2 separate regions of the Zea mays genome follow, and region 2 is linked to region 1. The links are chromatin contacts, called in public Hi-C maps. All regions are on one chromosome and are shown on one strand. Each heading gives the region's core, a stretch centred on a gene start, on an enhancer-like site or on the middle of the called end of the contact. The rest is flanking DNA. Distances are from core to core; before and after follow the strand shown.

The links. A called contact is a pair of places that touch in the nucleus more often than the background predicts.
Region 2: a Hi-C map of tassel shows a contact between it and region 1, with 3 times the contacts expected there. The contact joins the promoter of LOC103636316 here to the enhancer-like site in region 1. A contact is called at or near these places in 2 of 25 Hi-C or Micro-C datasets (ear and tassel).

Annotation. Positions count from the first base shown.
Region 1 is chr8:165,741,064-165,744,375 of Zm-B73-REFERENCE-NAM-5.0, reverse strand. No RefSeq gene overlaps it. Among protein-coding and RNA genes, the nearest start is that of LOC100194111, 22 kb to the right of the region's middle. Within about 2 kb of position 1,660, at least 17 of the 20 cell types and tissues checked have an H3K27ac peak or open chromatin away from gene starts, as enhancers often do. A contact at or near this core is called in ear and tassel, where this site is marked.
Region 2 is chr8:165,880,956-165,884,013 of Zm-B73-REFERENCE-NAM-5.0, reverse strand. LOC103636316 reads right to left here and starts at 1,660. Exons shown (of 2, transcript NM_001326434.1): 1 at 1,564-1,660; 2 at 1-284. The coding sequence starts at 172. It overlaps LOC111589997 (small nucleolar RNA R41), which reads right to left and starts at 1,417; the gene lies at 1,337-1,417. It overlaps LOC111590027 (small nucleolar RNA Z155), which reads right to left and starts at 1,229; the gene lies at 1,155-1,229. It overlaps LOC111590048 (small nucleolar RNA snoR100), which reads right to left and starts at 1,015; the gene lies at 908-1,015. It also overlaps LOC111590051.

The DNA of each region.
Region 1 (3,312 bases), core at 411-2,910:
GTGGATCGGAGGTAAATAAATGCATCCTCGGAGCATGGCCACATGCTCATCTGATTCATCTTTGCCCTTGCGTGCATGGCGACGGTCGACGACGATTTAGAGCTGCTGCGCTGCTGCATGCCCCTCTGTCCTGCCGCAGGCATCGCGGCTTGCTACTCCTCTCTCGACTCTCGGTCGGTCAAAAAAGAGTGCCGATCTCATTCTTCAAGGAGTAAATAAATAACAAATTTCACGATGCGGAATAAGTGCCACTAGGTGAGAGCTAACATGCATGTGTTGCATTTTAGAATTAGATTGAGTGTCGTGGAAAGGATCAAGTGAAAAAAAAACTTTATAAAATGGTTTTTGAAAGTGCTAACTCTCGGTGCTAAAAGATTGTTGTTATGTTGCCGGCATCTGAGAGTTAGCATAGCTGAAAGAGATGATTTCAGATGGAGCTCAGAGAGTTGTTTTTAGTGCACAGGACTTGTCTTGTGGTGGCAAAGGAAGGAGTTGTCACCGGATACACACTGTTGTTTGCTGCATTTTTAGTGCTTGCACGCTGCCTTCCGATGTGCACCGGGCGTGTGTCTCGTGCAAGATTTGACAACGTGCAGGAAACATTATATTTTTGTGTGCACCTGCAGCTGCAGGTCTGTCCTGTGTGCACCGGGAGAGTCGATTCATGTCGTCTAGATTCATCAGTGTGGAGGAGTGGAGAGGAGAGGAGTGGAGGTCCTCTCTCTCAGTGAATACGCCATGAACTAATGCTCGACGGCTGGACGCCTGGCGCCGGCAGACACCCGTCGCAAGGGTCCAATGGATGCGGTAGGCTGAGAGCTGGTGGTTTGCATTGCAGGGATTTGCACCGTCCGGCCCCGTAGGCAGAGCTGGCTTTCTGCTGCATGTCATGTGCCTGCCAAATTAAAGGATGCATGGCAAATGTTTCTAGTGCAGTGATACAGTAGTACGGAGTGACTGGCAGATGGCGATTAATTCTCAGATCCGCTTAAATCCCCTGACAAATCATCATGAGGCCACGTTTTCACTGGCTTCTTTCCGGAGAAGGAAAAGGAATTTTTGTGAAGCCCACCACGTAACTCCTAGTAACCTGGGCCTAGAAAAGCGTATTGGGCCATCGATAAGCCTAATACCCTGTTTGGGATTTTGTGAAGCCATGGTATTGAGAAAGCGTAGCTGTAATAATACTCGTAAAGTACGATTTTTAGGTAAGCAAAGTCTAGAGTGTTTAGAGAAACGCCAGTAGGACACTTAAGCTCTTTTAAAACCAAACCAAATTTAACGCTCGAAGCTCAAAATTAAGTTATAGCATGACCACCAACTACGGGGCCCTGAAATTTGAGGGGGGGCTAAAAATTCTCCCTCATTCCTGGAGGGAGATACTACTCTGCTATTTCTACGGTCGTTCTCGTGCGTTGCTCCGGATCCGCCTCTCTCATTGCACCCTGTCCATCACGACAGGAGCAGTGACTGCCATGAATGTTTTTGGTTTTGATCCACTCGTCGATCACCTGGATCATCCACAACCACAACCCAACGCGCTTCGTCTCCATCAGTCCATCCTCACGGTGCCGCCGCTGCGCAACTGTCCATGGAGATGGCTCAATCATCATCAGCTGCCCAGCCCACAGGTAGTTGTGGTAGCCTGGTAGGCCGCAAGAAACCAAAACTGAACCCATCCACCCGCGTCACTTTCGTCTCTCCCGTCCCGTCTCCCTCCAGGCTCCAGGTCCATTCGATTTCCTTCCCAGGTTTATGTTTTCCCGGAAATACCAGTAAAAAAAAGGCCCAATCGGAACAAACAAATAAATAAATAAAAGGGAAAACTGTATAAACCCACTTGCAAATTTGGGGTGTTTTCAAATACCCACTTACAACTTTTATTATGCCAAACTCCCCCCTCCAAATTAGGTGGTCTAAATCTATAGCAGACACGCGGCTCCATCTTTGGCTCATCTAAAACTCATTAAGCTTGGCTCGCGGCTCCATCTTTGGCTCATCTAAAACTCATTAAGCTTGGCTCCCGGCGGCGCTGGCACCCACGCCCCTCGACGCCGCCACCGTGCAACATCACTGGCGCTCTTGCTAATGGCCCTCGAGGCGGGTTAACGACGATCCCAGCGCGTAGGCGGGCTGCCTGGGCGTGAGCCCCCAACGCCGCGACCCATCAGCGAGGATGATTCCTAGAGCAGGCGAAGCTCCCCGGCGCGGAGGCATGATCCCGGCGCGAAGGCTTGGTCCCTGTGCTAGCGGATGGCCGCGAGGGCGAGGGCGTGAGCTCCCTGCAATGGAGCCGCGACGCATCAGCGAGGGCACGAGGTCCCTGGAGCCACGGCCCATCGCCTCGAACTGGCTCCCTGGAGTCATATTCCTCACCTTGACCCTGTGTCGATGCATTTTCTTCTACTTTATCCTCTTTAACTCGTTCTCCCCTAACCGTTCACAATGGCGGCTGCTGGATCTGAGGACGACGACAATCTATCATCACCTACACCACAGGTATTCCCTTCGTATGGAGCTTCAGTGCTACTGCCCATTCAATTTCGGTACCATCTCGGAACAGAAAACTGAATATTGTTTCCTGCATATTTTTGGGACTACGCAGATCCTTTGTATGGAGTTTCAAGTGCATGTTGGAGTGAAATTTGATGGTAGTGTAGATGGTTATTCTGGTGGAAGGGTTGGTTACATGAGATTTATGGAGCCACAAGGGGTTGATTGGTTTATAATGCAGGAAAATCTTGTGTATCATGGCTACGAAGGAAATGCCACCTTGTACTATTTAAAACCTGGCCATACGGCACCACAAGGTCTTGTTTTGATGGATAGTGCAGAACATGTACAACAGTTGATGAAGGACCATGAGGGCCTTAAGGTGTGCAAATTGTTCATTTTGGGAACCGAAGAAGGAGATGGTGATGTATGGGAAGGTGAAGAAAGGGATGTATGGGAAGATGATGAAGAATATGTCCCATGGGAAACTGAAGAAGATGATGGAGATTTATATGTTATCAAGAATAACAGTGATTTGAAACAAATTCAAAAGGATCATACAGGACAATTGATAAATGAAATTGATAAAAGGGAGAAATATGTAGCCACATATGAGGGTATGATTATGCCTGTGCCAGACAAGAGACAATGGTTAAGCACAGACTTGCCTGATGTGGATCCTCCATTTTATCATGCCCAGCCTGGAAGACCAAAGAAGAAGCGAGTGAGAGCGCAAGGAGAACCTCGTGTTGAGTCCAGAGCCTCAAAAAGGGCTGCAGTGAAATACTCCAATTGCCCACACTTATGGTCACAATGTTA
Region 2 (3,058 bases), core at 411-2,910, 140 kb before region 1:
TCCTGATGCTGCAATCAGTTTGTCCATACATGTAACACGTTTCTCTTTTGACTTCAGCACTAGCAATCTTTCTTCCATTTCTTTTATACTTCTGTTGCCAACAGCACAGACATGAGAAGCAGGAGCTCTTCTCAAGTGGCGACGATGGAAGGTGGTGTGAAGGGCTAAACATTTTCTTCTTTTTTTTGGTGACTGCCAGATGATCGACGGAAGGTGGTGTGGAGGGCAACTTCTGATATAACCCTCCTTGCCTAACTCTTGTTCATTAAATTTTAGTTGGACGCCTGAAGAATGGAAAATCAGCTGAATTTAGAAATCTCGGTTGAAGCTTCAGATTTATATTTGATTTCTGTTTAATCTTTAGGTTTCCGTTGCCAACTGAAATTCTATTTCTATATATGCATTTTGGCCTTCAATATTTTGTTCATGGAGAAGATTTGCACCATCAGCACATTATTTTACCGAAGCTATACAAAGTTCATTAGTAATTGACTTAGGATGTTCAACTAGTTTCTTGTGATCAGTACGGTTTCATCTAAACATGAATACAGACTCTAGCTTAATTGGAACGAAGAACATGATCCATCGGCACAAAATCTCAATCCAAACAGCTCTCCTCAGCCACAACGAAAACCAGCACAAAAGGATCCAGCGAACAACAAAACAGCTAACAAGGCTCAGCAACATTGATAATGTTAGGGTATGTTCTTAAGATTTACTAGACCAGCCTCAACGGGGGGAAGTGACCTCCCCACCTCAACCGATCTGAAGACCAAAAGATTTTCTTCTCCGAGCAACGCAACACCTCCATTGACATTGAGATCGGACAAAGGGGCTGCCTGAATCGTCGCTCATTAAAATCCATTCAAAAAGACGTCACAGTTCGCAAGAGAATCTAAGCTAGCGCGCGTGTAGGTCGAATCCAGGCCCGCGAGATCAGAGCCCGAGGGCATCAAAGCGAGCAGACATGCAGACCTCCTCCTTCTCCGTGCACACTACCATGCTTCCTTCCTGTGTTCATCATCCAGAGCATCGGCTTATTGTGCACGGACAACACACAAACACATACCAGGTTGAAACAAAAAACAAACGGCAACGTTCGACTTCAAGAGCAAAATAAATACTACGAACAAGTTCAAAAGGCAAGAATTTGGAGTCGATCAGATAATTGTAGTCTGATATTTGGGTCAACACTGAAGTTTCTGTCAAGGCTTATCATCCCATCAACAAAGCAAATCCTACCCTCGCGCATCATTTTTAGGGGTAAAAAAATATCAGATGACAACCGAACCAGAGAAAAAGCGAAGATTAATCAAACAGAAAAGCGAGATCTTAATAAAGGCTCAGAAGGATCCATTGGTTTCTATCGTCAGGAGTCAGAAAATAGGTAGGTGTTTTTGGTCATCACAGCCTTCAGTCAATCAGATGAAGCGACAAAAAAAACCAAGGGAGAAAACGTGAGAATCGAAATCAAAATCCGACGAGAAAACAGGGAATGGATTGGAGACCGTAAATGGACCATCGTGCAGCTCCACCCGTCAGACGATGGATGAACAATCAAACCTGACGATTCGTGTGGCTGCGGGGCGGCGGAAGGGTAGGATTGCGGCACAGCGGAGGACAGGAGGTAACCGTCGTTTATATAGGGGGTGATGTGATTTGTGGGTTAGGGTTTCCGGGGACTCGCTCGAGTGTTGCTAGATTAACAGCACCCTCTGAGTGGGTCGGCCCAGTTAGTTCTCCAACTAGCCTCGCGGGAGGCCATCCACGGCCGGCCCAAGGGTAGTGAGTTTGCATTTGCGTGAGGAAGGAAACGAGAATGTTACGTAGATGCTATACCTATGGGCCTATGTGTGGCCCAAAAGTGCACACGCCGCTGATTTGAAGCAGCTTTTCTGGTCGTCGACGTTTATCTGTGTCTTCAGATGCCCATGACGGAGAGACGGTGGTCAGGCCCAGACGTGATGGGCCCAGTCCGACGCTGGAGAAACCACACGCCCGCAGCGTACCCGCCGGCGGTTGCCCCCCATCTCCACGTGGACACCCAGTTAGCTTGCGGCATCATTTTGGGTGAAGAAATCAATGGATCTTCTGGTTGCTCTTGTTGAGAACTACGTCACCACAGATCACCAGATCCGCTCCCTTCCCTCCCGTCAACAGTAGAGACGCAAGAAGCTGTAGAGTACCCGTCTCTCTTCCCATTAGCACGACAGAGGAAACACAATAGACACGATGTAGGGTTGGGCCTCTGGCCTCTTTCTCTTCTCTATTCCATATGAGGGGTACATGTTCTATATATAGAGACGTGATAGCCCTCAGGGCTATATTCGGTATTTGCCCACATAACCCTTTATTAGGGTTTCTCAACACTCCCCCTTGGGCGAATACCGCGACCAACACATGCCTCGTTAAAACTCCAAAAAACCCAGTGGAAAAAATATGGAGAAAGAGTGCATGGTGATACAAATCGCATTTGCACTTTGTTGCCTCGTTAAAAACCTCATGTGAGAAACTTCAAGAAAACTCACCAAGGGAAAAAGAGTACAACAGTTGTCATCGGGACAGATTTCGATCCTCTGGGATCTAGATTCTACCGAATCTTCTACAAAGGCTAACTTTAGAAATGTGCTCCCCCTGATCCTTGCAAAACTGTATCAATATGGCAAAATATTTTCTTCTGGAAGTATATGCACATATAGATTTAGCAAACAGATTGCATATCCTTGCAAAGATTGTTTCAGGAACTTCACCTCAACTCACTTCTAGGATACACGAGGTAAGTGCACGTATCAACATAAATAAGCCACTTCGACTAGTGGTGTTCGATCGACTAGATCTACATATTTGATAGAAACTTCCATAAAGGTTCACATATTGATCATCAAGCTGACGCCTTCAGGGCATAGAATATGACATTTATTGTCACACGATTGTGATCAATATAAGCATTCGCTCCCCCTGACGATGACATATGTCAAAGTCGTTATCCCTCATAACTCAAGCATATTCTTCAAGATATATGTCTCATTGTTCATCTGGAATAACGAGAATGAATGAG